2 separate regions of the Mus musculus genome follow, and region 1 is linked to region 2. The links are chromatin contacts, called in public HiChIP or PLAC-seq maps. All regions are on one chromosome and are shown on one strand. The core of a region is the stretch at or near the end of the contact, and the rest is flanking DNA. Distances in the headings are between cores, read along the strand shown.

Region 1 (6,619 bases), core at 4,085-6,584, 1.4 Mb after region 2:
AGCATACTAGAAGGTAATGAACAGTATGTAACTGAATTAATCAGTAAGTTGGCAGAGATGGATGGGGGGACTTGGATATGCTTTGGAGATACACAGAGGCTCTCATATACTGCACAACAGGTAGATTTTGCACTTAACGACCCCTCCTTACTAGTATATGGATTTCAGTAGGACAAAGAGTATGTCTCTTATATTACCTGTTACCCTCCAGGAATCTAGTATACAGTGAGAAATTAATAAATATGTGACATAAGTTGTATCTATGACCCCAGAATAACTATAGACTTTTTAAGTGTTCAGTGGCTATTCTTAAGGCAGAGCCTTTTCTGTGGAGAGTTTTGTTTGTTTATTTGTTTGTTTGTTTGTTTGTTTTGCTTCATTTTGTTTTTGCTGTTCCATAGTTAAGTCTGTTGGATACCAATATTGGATTGGCTCTGTGCTCTCCAACTTTTCCATGAGTTAAAAACCTTATAAAACTGCCTAAGGGAATCTAACCCTACTTTCCTGTGTAGTTACAAAAGGGCTTTGCTTTCTGGACCATATGTCCTAGAGACCTCATTTATTAAGCCCAAGATGTGTGGTACCAGATGTAACCCTAACTGTTCACTGCTTTTTGTTCTTATTGCCAAAGAAAAGCAAGTTGCTGGGAGAAAGCATGGTTTAACTGCATATCTTAAGGGAAGTGAATTCTGATTACAGTATTCCTGCCTGTCACATACCTGACTTTGAGGGTTTTTTCCTTTGTTTTGTTTTGGTTTTTGGAGATTATGATAGAATTATAGCATCCTCTCTTTCCTTTTCTCCCACAAAACCTTCCCGTATACCCCTCTGCATTCTCCTTTAATTCATGGCTACTTTTTTTTAATTAGTTGTTACTGCATTCCTAAGTATAACCTGTCCAGATAAGGTTACTTGTGTGTATGTTTACACAGCTGACTGACACTGGATGGCCAATTGTGCTCTCTCATGGGGAAGACCTTATCTGCCCCTCCCAGCTTTATACAGTTCCCTGTAGATTGTTGTATAGGGTTGAGACCTCATGGGCTTTTCCCTGTTCAGTATAGCATGTTCATTGGTGAGATCCATGCTCAGTTGACTTTTGGCCAGTCATGTTGATAAGATGGAACTTCTGATGTGACTTGGAGACGCCGTCTCATAAGAAACGACCTGACCCTCTGGCTCTTAGAATCTCCCCTCCCACAGTTTGCACAGCGTTCCCTGAGCTTTAGGTAGAGGAATGTTTTTCTGATGTGTCCACTGGGACTCTACAACTCTGCATTTTGATAGGTTATAGCTTTCTTTCTTGGCCTCTTTCTGTGGCAAAGAGATGTTTCCTTGATGCGGGATGAAGGCTACACTTCTCTGTGGGTGTAAGGACACATGTTTATAGTAAATTAGTGGTTGTAGATTCTCCTCCAATAACCATGACTTCACTAGCACTGAGTAGTTAACTAGGTATCTTGTATCAAGCATGATTTTCCTCTTATTAAGAAGGTTTTAAGTCCAACTAGAAAGCTGCTGGTTACCACCAAAATCTGTGTGCTACTATTGTACCCTCAGGATTATCTTGTCAGTTGGTTGTTAATGCGACTCATAAGCAGCAGAGCTGAGTAGCTATGGTTGCTTCTCTCCTTGGAAGCTTACATGGTGCCATCTGGTTGGTTACAGATCACAGGTCTCTGTGTACTGAACATGCATGGTGTTTTCTGCACTGGGAACTGATCTTCCACCCTTGAGAGGTGACCAAGGACAACAGCAAGAGCTGTGTGTTTAGGGAGTTACTTGTGCAGACCTGACCACCAACTCAAAAGAGGGCTTCTTATGCTTGGAATTAGGGTTTGTTGTTGTTGTTGTTGTTGTTGTTGTTAGGTAGTCTTTGGCTCTTGGAGAGAGAACCAGCCAGCAGTCCAGATGACAAAAGTTCATTAAAACTATGTCTGTAGATATTTGTACACATGCTATAGGGTTTTATTTCTAGGTAAATAGTCAATATTATGATTTCTTGTGATTTTTCAGACACCTTTATTATTATTTTACTCACGTCCCTTTTGTTATGTATTTACCTCCCATCTCCTCCCTTCCCCACTAAGCACCTCAGCTTACCCTCCCCCAGATCACTTGTCTTCTGCTATTCGTTTTACCCTCCTCTCCTCCTCTGTATTTCCTTCCCTCTTTCTAAAGATCCCCTTTTCCTGTTTCTCTGATCAGATTACTTATATCCCACTATTCCTTTCTATTGCTCCCTAACTCCCTTATCCTGACAACAGTTCAGTTTTCCTTCCCTGGTTTCTGTAAATTGTTTTACCTTCTGAATTATTATTTTAAAGGCTGATTAATTCAAGCAACAATAGAAAAAAGATAGTGTTTCTTACAGTATAACCTCGTTTTTAGTCTTTGTTTTGGTATAAATTATTTTTAAATTTTTATTTATTTAGCTTTTATTATTTTACTTATTCACTTTGCATTCTACTCACTGCCCCCCTCATGGTCACCCCCTTCCACAATCCTTTGCCAATCCCCACTTCCTTTCTCCTCTGAGCATGAGAAACACACACACACACACACACACACACACACACACACACACACACACACTTGCCCCTCTGTATTCTCTAACCCTGGCACATCAAGTCCCTGTGAGGTGAGGCTAGGTGCATCCTCTCCCACTGAGGCCAGACAAGGCAGCCCAGCTAGAAGAACATATCCCACAGACAGGCAAGAGCTTTTGGGATAGCCCCCCCCCCCCCCCGCCTCCAGTTCTTCAGGACCCACATGAAGACCAAGCTGCACATTTGCTACAGAGGTGCAGGAGGGCCTAGGTCTAGCTTGTATATGTTTTTTGGTTGATGATTCAGTCAACTAGCACTAAAGGTTCGGGGTAGTTGTTTCTTTTGGTCTTCCTGTGGAGTTTTTATCCAGTTAGAAGCCAAAATCCTTCCTCCTATTCTTCCATAAGAGTCCCAAAACTCCATTCACTGTTTGGCTGTGGGTGTCTGCATCTGCCTGAGTCAGCTGCTGGGTGGAACCTATCAGAAGACAACGTGTTCCTGTCTGCAAACATAACAGAGTATCATTAATAATGCCAGGAATTGGCTCTTCACTCAGGTCTGAAGCTCTGGAGCAAGAGGCCTCCAGTAAGAGAGAACACGGGACATTTGTCTTTCTGGGTCTTGGTTATCCCACTCAATATGGCCTTTCCTGGTTCTATCCATTTCCTGTAAGGTCCATGGTCTCCTTCTTTACCCAGCATTCTTTGTTATTTCCGTTTACCAGGAGGCAATGGCAAGGATGAGCAAAGTGGGGAAAGTCGTGTTTCCGGAACATGCTGATAAAAAGTAAGTCTGTATGAAGCTGCCAGAGACTGAGAGTGCATGGGAGGAGGGGCAGCTCTTGCTCTGGGATGGACCTTGGATCAACCCTGGCTCTTCTTTCACTTAGACCAGCGGTTCCCAGCCTTCCTAAAGCTGCGGCCAGTTCCTCCTGTCGTGGTGACCCCCAACCACAACATTACTTCATTGCTACTTCATAGCTGTAATTTTGCTACTGTTATGAATATTACAATTCATTACAGTAAATATTTGGGGAGATGGTTTGCCAAAGGGGTTGCAACCCACCAGTTGGGAATCACTGACTTAGAGGTTGAAGGAATTCCTCCCAATATGAGAACTTTGGTTTATCAAGATCCAAAGCTTAGCTGGTCAGAGCTGGAGTCACATACAAACTTCCAAATTCTCAGACTAATATTTTCATCCTGAATCATAGGAAGAAATCTGTTTTTCTCTATGCTAAAGTATGGGAATCTTTTATGTTCACATCAAAGGACCAGCTGGCATTCTCCTACCCTTTATATATTTCTTGGCACTGAAGGCTAGAAAATCCCCCATGTTTAAATGCCAAGTCAACAAAAATATTTATTTATTTATTTATCTATTGAGTGCTTGCTATATTTAAAGCATGAACTGAGCTCTGGGAAGGATGCAGAGAGCGATGAGGCACTACTAGATTTATACAGAGAGATGATTTTAAGTTAACATGAATAAATTCTTCCATAGAAATGCCAGCAGGCAACAACATAACCGGAAGAAGGAATAACTGGGACCATGCATGGAGAAAGGAAAATTTTAGAGGAAGACCATGTCTCCGCTGACTTTAAATGTTTAAAAGTCATTTCCAAACAGGCCAAAGTAGAGAAGAACATTCTTGGTAGAGGAAATAATCTATGCAAAGGGTCAGCTTTTATACTGAGATCACTACAATCAGAACACAAGGTGAGATGAGGAAGTGAGGCAGGCAGAAGTCAGCCCATGAAGCCCCTGGAGCCATGCCAAAGACCCCTGGGGTCAGAGTTTTAAGCAGTGATGAGACCTGATCAAATGGACAGTTTGAAAGTTTAGTCATACAGAATTGGTTCGTGAGAGCTAAGGCTAGAAGTCAGGAGGCTCTATCGAAGGCTTTTGGAGCAGCCCACATTAGCAATCAGGGTCACTATGAAATCACTGAAGATGAAGGAGCAAGTCCCGGAGGAAAGCACTTGGTGTTAAAACTTAAAGTCTTACCATGTCACTTTCCTTATATGTCTCAAAGGTCCATTATTTGAGAACTTGAAATGCTTACTAAAATGACAGTCTAGACTCATTTTATTGTCTCCAAATGGAATCAGGCTATTAAAGACCCTGCATGTGAAGCCCTCTCTGACTGCCTAGCTCAGAGGAGCAGCATGGGTATAGGAAACTCAACCCAGCAACAGAGATGCCCCTCCCAGTGAATGGAGAAGCTGTGGAGGGTGTCCACTAGAGGGTGCCTGAACTATGCCGTTTGTTTGAAAGGAGAAGCAGTTTATTCCCCTTCATCTCTTTTGTGACCTTCTCAAGACTTTTCAGGGAAGTGTTTTTAAGTTCATTCTCAGAAAAAAAAAAAATCCATGTGCTTTCTCCCCCACCCCCCTGCCAGGGGTAATTATTATTTTTTAATTTAAATTATAGATTTTTATTAGATATTTTCTCCATTTACATTTCAAATGCTATTCCTAAAGTCCCCTATACCCTCCCCTGCCCTGCTCCCCTACTCACCCACTCCCACTTCTTGGCCCTGGAGTTCCCCTATACTGAGGCACATAAAGTTTGCAAGACCAAGGGGCCTCTCTTCCCAATGATGGCCGACTAGGCCATCTTCTGCTACATATGCCGCTAGAGACACGAGCTCCGGGGTACTGGTTAGTTCATATTGTTGTCCCACTTATAGGGTTGCAGATCCCTTCAGCTCATGCTTTCTTTGAAGACTGTGGTGTCTTGATGGCAGCTGGCAGGGTTTCCATGAAGCAAATGCACAGTGCTGTGCCGCCATCTGCAGGCAGCACAAAGATTGCAACTAGAAAGCCAGACCCCATTTCCTCTTCCTGTCTCTTGGCTTCAAATCTCATTAACTTTATATTTTCTTGGTCCCGAGCCACAGACAATCAATTGTTTGAGAGGAGGGGAATTTAGGAGATAACTCAGCTGGCTGGCTGTATGTGAATTTAATGTCTAATAAAGTAACTGTAGTTCAGTAAGCAAATTGTTACAATGATTCCAATTATTCAACCTGGAAAGGGTGAATCGTGGGTTCCTGTTGAGTGAAAAAAGACATTTGCAAGAAGACAAATGGTATTCCAATGAATGGAGTTTCAGTAGAATTGTTACCTTAAAATCCTTGCTGTGTGAGAGAGGCTGCTGAGCAAAGCCCCCTTTAAGAGTTTTGCGATAACAAAGTTAGAAACCCATCTCACCCCACAGAAGAATTGCACCGCCTTGTATTGTCATAGAATATCATTAGAAGCAGAAAATATTTCTAAAAGCCATTCTCTGACTGAGAATTGAATTCTTTGGAGCGGGGTTTAGCAGCATCTCACAATCGTAGATTGAGTATAATAGTAGAATATGGATTATTTCAAAGCAATAACTCATACTTACATTATTTATTTGAATCAGTCATTGTTCTCATTCATTTCACATATTGCTTAATCCTCACAACATTTCTGCAGTATATCCTGTAACTATCTCGATTTGCAGGTGAGGAAATTTATGCATAGATGGGTTTTGTAGGCATGGGTTGTGTAATTCAAGTCCTGGCCTCAAATCCCCTTCTCAGCCATGGTTTGGCCCCATCACAGTTCCGACATCACTCTTCTAGAATGCTTAAGGTTGAAATATGGAACAAGCACAAATTTCTGTGCACTCCCAGATTTTCTCATACTCTTATTCCCCATCCCAATTCACAATGGTTAACATCCCTTATAAGGGTCATTGTCAGAACATTCCAGAGTCTACCAAATAATGTTGAATTGGATTCATCCACCCCATTAAAGAGAGTAAAGACAGAGTTTTAAAAGTTATGATGCTCCGTACTATTGCTATCCTTGTGGCATGGTGATGCCTAAGCAGACCCAGTCTTACAGCCAAGAGTGGTTCTAACAGGTCTCACCTAAAGAGTCTGATGGAGAAGGCTGGTTAGCAGGGTCACTACCAGACACTGAGGGTAGAGCCAGGTGCAGGGAGATGTTGGTCTCGTTTCTACAGAGTTTACCCTAGATAAACCGTTGGATAAGCCAAACACCTGGATAAGGCTGTCTGCCAAAGTCACT
Region 2 (6,623 bases), core at 783-3,282:
TATATTAACCATTACTGTATACACAAGTTTAAAACTAACGCTTAATTGAAATATGTATGAGACTTCTCAGTGAAACACTGAATAAAAGGAAGAACAAGCAAAGAATCTATACAACTACACAAGGAATCAAAGGGTAAATAAAAATGTAGAAATGTTCAGTACCACCATTCATCAGGAACATACATATTAAAACAATGTTAGCCGAGTACAATGGCACATGCCTTTAATCCCAGTACTCAGAAGACCGGGGCAGGCAAAAAAAAATTTTTTTTGAGTTCCAGACCAGTAAGGCCCTGACTCAAAAAACAAACTAACAACAACCAAAAAAAAAAAAAAAGTAATAATTACTTGGTCTGTCCATCTGACCACTCTCTAAAAAAGAAAAAACAGGGATGGGAGGGGGACGCACCTGTAATGTCAGCATTCCAAGGCCAGAGGCAGGAGGGTGGATGCTAAGTCTGAGGCCAACATGGTCTAAGGAGCATACATTGAGCAAGTTCCAGGCTAGCAAGGGCTATTGGAGATTGGGGCGGGCGTTGGGGGTGGGGTGGCCATGTAAGGAAGATAACATGCTTGTGAAGACTGGCAGACATGAATATCCATACTATTTCAACTATAAATCAGTTAAGTCTTGCTTTAAAAGTATTTGGTTCTATTTCCTGTGTGTTTTATTTTAAGAGAACAGTTTGGCTTTACATATATAGAGTTTGGTTCATTTGTGCTGTGAAGCCCAAGTGGCTCGAGCATGAAGCATTTGGTCAATACAGCATATGGTGCCGATATGCAGAGCAAGTGGAATTCATCACCTTTTTAAACGTATATACTTTTGACACTGCAATTTCATTTCTGTAAGTCCAAGTCTACGTAACTCTTGCACAAGATCTATGACAAGTTTGTTCCATTTGGTATTGTATATAAAAATCAATAAAACTGAAAACCTAAATATTCTACAATAGAGATACGAGTATACTGGGAAACCTAAAACACACCATGTATGGAAGGAGACCCATTCAATGCGAGAATATACCCAATTACATTCGTAAAAGTAAACAATGAAGAGTGGCTACTCATCCACAGAAGGTATGCATATCAAGAGGCACTACGAAGGGCGTTGAACTCCTGCCTTGATTCTGTGTCCGATGAATTTTAAGAACACAGTCATTTGTTTTACAGTAAGTTACAAACTACTGTTTTAAATAGTGGTATCGCGGCAGGTTGATGATGCATAAGAAACACATTTTGGTCCCAGCTGTTGAATTCAAATGTAGGAACTACGAAATTCTTGCGACTGTGACTGTGGGTGAAATTCCTGAACTTGGGTCTCAGGTGTTTGTTGTTGTGGGTTTTTTTTTAATGTGTGTGTAATGTGAAAATAATCAGAATCTATTAAATAGTGGTGGTCAGTGCTTACACCGGCATTTGTAACTACTTCCCGACCCACAGATCCTCTACGGAGATCGGGGAAACCACAAGTAAAAGAAACCGCGAAAGTTTAATGGGGAAGGAGTACTGATCAGTAAATCCAGAAACTTAAAAGTTTAATACATGGGGAAGAGTTCAAACGGACTCAGAACGGAACCGGCGGCCCAAGGGACCCCGGCACTAACAATGAGCTTCTGCCCGCGCCCGCGCGGCTCTGCAGCCCGGCTCTTCTGAGGGGCCGCAGCTCCGGGAGACGGCGCGAGGCGAGGCACGCACCTGCTGCAGGGAGCCCGAGACGCTGGAGGACGAATCGGTGCTCCTCCGCTTTCGGCGCTCGCTTCGTTCCGCGCCGCCCGCCACACTCGTCCCGCCGCCGGCGACCCCGCAGCAGCCGCCGCTCCCGCACCCACCCGCGCTCCCGCTCAGCACGGGCACCAGGTCCGGGGCTGCGAGCGACGCGGCTGCCTCCTGCCCGCTCCGCTTGCGCCGCTTTTCTCGGGAAGACTTCTTCCCCGTCATGGTCCTCGCGCTGCAACCATCGGCGACAGCCGACCGTCTCTGCAGCAACAGAACCCCGCTTCCGTAGCGGCCGGCGCTGCTGTCGCAGACTTGGCGTCACTTCCGGTCCCGGCGCGTTTTACTACGCGTAGCTTCTGGAGGCGGGGCTCGGATGCGCTGTGCCAGCTGCTGAGGTTGTCTGGAGTTTAAAAGGTGACGTGTGGTCCAACGGATCTGTTTGCTTTTTCCCAACCTCTGGGAAGATTTAATTCCTTTCAGTGTTTCTCAGCTTACAAGTACGTTGGAAGGTAAAATTAAAGTTGCTGAGTCTCCAATTTCTTCTACCTTCGATTCCCTCGTTTGATTCAACGATATAACAATAAAAAGAATTTCAGAATAAAAAAAATTGCTTCATCTCACTACGACCTCATTTGAGCAGGGTTTTTTTTTTTTTTTTTTTTTTTTTGTACACTTTAAGGACTTGTGCAAAAATAACAGTCTTATGCTTCCGTATTTTGTATCATTAAAACTAATTTCGTAGCATGATTTCATGTTACTTTTAAAGGAATGGAAAGGATGTCAGAAGGAAGACAAGTTCCTATAGTATTTCAGTGTTCAACAATGTGAGTTTAGTAGCCCGGCGGTGGTAGCGCACGCCTTTAATCCCAGGACTTGGTAGGCAGAAGCAGGCGGATTTCTGAGTTCAAGGCCAGCTTGGTTTACAAAGTGAGTTCCAGGACAGCCAAGGCTACACAGAGAAACCCTGTCTACAAAAACAAAAACAAAAGAAAAAAGAAAGCAAGAAACAGATAGCCCTGGCCATGTTCAGCCTTCTTTCTTCCCTGTGAACTCTTACAGATGCCTCTGGCTGTTCTCTCTACAATAAAAACCTTTTTACCTATACCATGGAGCGGTCGAATCAGTTTAGTCACAGATAGATACACAGTGGGGCAAGGAATGGCTGGCTGTTCCTGGAGGCTAAAATAGCCCACGATGAAGTAATTAGCCTGTGAACTTACAAAATTCCAACCTCTTCACAGTACTGAAATTCTAATTCATCCATCAGTCTCTGTAGACACAGACTCATTCCAGGTTTGTTTTTTTGTTTGTTTGTTTGTTTTTTGTTTTTGTTTTTTTTTTTCCAGGCTTATTGTTGTTCACAGCCGGACGCAGCTTTTCAGGAGTTTTTATTCACAGTTGTTTTGAGGCAGGTTCTCTCCGAGTCTAGACTGGCCTGCCACACGTACAGCTAAGGATGGCCTTGAACTGTTTCTTTTAGGGTTTGGTTGGTTTGTTCATTTGTTTTTAGATTGATGTATTTATTTTGTGTACATGAATGTTTTGACTTACATATAGACATGTGTACCACACCACTGCCTGGTGCCCTCAGAGACCAAGAGAAGGCATTGAATCCCTGGAAAAAAAATTACTGATGGTTGTAAACCACCATATGGATGCTGGGAACGGAACCCAGGAACTCTGGAAAAGCAATAATTGCTCTGAACTGCTGAGCCATCTCTCCAGTCCTAGGCTTGAACACTTGATCTTCCTGCTTCCCCTTCCCTAGTATTGAGATTATTGGCATGCAACACCTGGCCTAATTTATGTAAAGCTGAGATCAAACCTAGGGGTTTGTGCATGCTGAGCCAGTACTATGTATCAGTCCTGTATGGAGCCACACAGGACTGACTTCTTTTTAAAGAGCCAAAATTATGTTACAACAAAATAATTGTCTCAATTTCTTGTACTGACAAGGATAGCAGAATTTTGTTTCATCTCACTATGACAAAATAGCTCAGTAGTTAATGATGCACTGCTATTATTACAACAATACAATGTCTACAATGTCCAACACCCTCTTCTGGCCTCTATCGGCATCTGCACTCATGTACACATACTTCCACATAAACACATACAAGCACATAACATGTTAAAAATAAATCTTTGCCGGGTGTGGTGGCGCACGCCTTTAATCCCAGCACTCCGGAGGCAGAGGCAGAGGCAGGCGAATTTCTGAGTTTGAGGCCAGCCTGGTCTACAAAGTGAGTTCCAGGACAGCCAGGGCTACACAGAGAAAGCCTGTCTCCAGAAAAAAAAAAAAAATGGCCTCATTTTTTTGTGATTTTTCCCCAGGCTCTCTTAATTACCCATTTTGATTAAAATCTTTCTCTAGGACATAGGGATAATCAGTTGATCGCTCTCAAGACATAAGAACTGAATGTAGGGCTGTAGAGATGGCTCAGTGGTTAAGAGCACATTCCAGAGGTCCTGAGTTCAATTCCCAGCACCCGCATGGTGGCTCACAGCCATCTGTAATAGGGATCCGATGCCCTCTTCTGGTGTGCCTGAAGACAGCAATAGTGTACTGACAGACATGAAATAAATAAATAAATAAATCTTAAAAAAAAAAAAAAAAAGAACTGAATGTACCGTGTTGCTAGAAACTTGATCTTAAGTAGTTGTCCTACAAAGCTGCAGTTATGAGTCCTGAAGTAAATTTTACATAGCAAGGGTCTCCTAAGTGAGGGTTTCTGTCATGTAATACAAAAAATTCCTGAATCATGTCCAGCTGCTGAGCATCCATAATTCTAGTAGGTTTATGTGTGGTTCTAAGACATCAAGAGAGACAATAATATTTATGAAAGACAGCAAGCATACAAATTAGTAAATGCTGAGATCTGTATCTGAAAGGAGACTCAGTTCCTAGGGTAACCAGCTACCAGTGTCACAAAGCTTGAATTCAAGCCAAACTGGAAAGTTACTATGGCCTCCTGTCAATTTTGGTAAGCTCAAATACCTTTATAGTTTCACACTTGACCTGAGGGGCATTTAAGCACACACAGCGTGAAGAATAAGCGCCTTTGTAACTAGCACAATCTGTTTTGGGGCAATCAAGCATGAGGACCTGAGTTCATAAAGTCAACAGCCAAGTCTGTGGGGCCAGGGAGCCAGGGGAAGGGAGAGGAGGGGCCTGCAGCAAGAGTGGGGGAGGGATGTGTCCAAACCCTGGACATCTCATCCTGAGATCAACAGGAGAAGTAGTTATGCCCCTTGCCCCTGTGCCTACCAAGTTAAAATTCCTCTCCCTTTATAAGGTCATGCCCAGCAGCACCTGCAATTCCTCCTTATGCAAGTGAGGCATCCCCAACACCCTGATCCCAGCCAACGATGTCCATGCACCCCTATAGCTCCTGCTCACCCCCAAAAGGTTTAAATGGGCTTTGTTCCCCTGATATAATGAGCTGTCTGACCGAAGCTGCCTGCAAGAGTCCATTGTCATTGAGCTCACTGTTGCCTGAGGCCTGTTAGTCTCTGTTCTGGCTCAGTTCTCCACTCAGGACCCACCAGTCATGATCATGCCAATGCTATGGGTAGGGAAGTTAGCCTGAACAGCACAAATCCCATGGCTTGTGCCTGCAATCCCGTCCTCAAGGAAAAAGATGGGAGGATAATGGGAGTTGCTGGCCTTTGAATTTGGCTTAATTACTAAATTCCAGGTTCAATGACACTCCTTGTCTAAAACAAACAAAAACTACACTAGATGAAGAGTCACAGAACATTCTCAGACCCAAGTAGCTCTGACAAAAGAAGTGACTCTCCTAATAATTGAAGAGATATTTCTAGTAATATATTTCATTTTCAATGGAGCCATTTTTATCCATGACTCCAGTATTTTATCAGTACTTGCCCAATGTCTAGCTTTGTACTGGTGAGTCACACTCCTGGGAGTGTCCAGACCTGTAATCCTGTCAATGCAAAACATAACTCTTACCTAAAAGAGAGTAAGGGTTACTTATTATGAGCTAAGCATGAGAAACCATTGCACAGGAGCAAGATCCCAGATTGCTCCAAATAACATGTTCCAACATGGCAGCAGTTAAAATGAATACTTATTGTCACGGAACAGAACAAGTTCATTAATCAAATGTTCTAATGGAAATTATCAGGTTACAGTGAAGCATGGGAAACCCTGCTATAGGTCATGCACTCACTACAAAGTGAGTTTCAGGACAGCTAGGACAGCTAGGGTTACATAGAGAGACCCTATCTCAATAAAAATGCTTGTAAGTTGGAAAAAAATAGAATTGGTAGTCAATTTTAGTGAAGCTCTCTAGTGAGGTCTTCCTTTTTCAAATGAGTCAATGCCTAGTGACGCAGGATGGGTTAACAATACGTCCAGGAAGCTGGAGAGAGCGCTTTATTTAGCTTCCAATAAACTCAACCCCCAGGTTGGAAGCTGTGATCTGGAATGATATCTTTATCCTCAGGAGCTCCCCATTAAAGGCTTGGATTTTTTTTTTTTAAGTTTAGGTCTCACCAGCAGTGGAAACTATCTCCTTGGAGGAGAATTAGCTCATGTGCTCCCTTCTCCTAGGCATATGGGCCTTCCTGTTATTATTTCAAAGGGGAAAATTGATTTTTTTCCAAATGGGATTGGAACAAAGTTTAATTAAGCAAAATCAACAAAGTAGCCATTGCCCAGTCAAAGTTGAAAACCACTGTTAACAACTGGGATTTATTATTACATTGTGTCTTCCATCGTCCTTAAAACTATGGAGAGTAAGTATAACCACAGTCTAAGAGAATTCACCACGTTACAAATGGACTGAATCATTTGGCCCAGGAAACTAAAATTCAGAAGGACCCCTCCAGAAGAGAACAGAGTTTCTGGTAAGATTTCCACTACCTTTTGAGCCATGGCT

What was found. HiChIP or PLAC-seq counts read pairs in DNA pulled down with a chosen protein or histone mark.
Region 1: a contact with region 2 is called in a RAD21 HiChIP or PLAC-seq map of pro-B cells, with 4 times the contacts expected there. The contact joins the enhancer-like site here to the promoter of Caap1 in region 2. A contact is called at or near these places in 4 of 39 promoter capture datasets (the C10 cell line, hippocampal neurons, liver and 1 more), 1 of 15 datasets of contacts at CTCF or cohesin (pro-B cells) and 1 of 115 datasets of contacts at active chromatin or transcription factors (astrocytes).

The regions. Positions count from the first base shown.
Region 1 is chr4:95,919,652-95,926,270 of GRCm38.p6, forward strand. Fggy (FGGY carbohydrate kinase domain containing) reads left to right here. Exons shown (of 16, transcript NM_001113412.1): 15 at 3,274-3,335. Among named protein-coding and RNA genes, the nearest start is that of Hook1, 44 kb to the right of the region's middle. Within about 2 kb of position 5,335, at least 21 of the 459 cell types and tissues checked have an H3K27ac peak or open chromatin away from gene starts, as enhancers often do. A contact at or near this core is called in pro-B cells, where this site is marked.
Region 2 is chr4:94,554,764-94,561,386 of GRCm38.p6, forward strand. It overlaps Caap1 (caspase activity and apoptosis inhibitor 1), which reads right to left and starts at 2,033. Exons shown (of 6, transcript NM_026368.2): 1 at 1,699-2,033. The coding sequence starts at 1,941.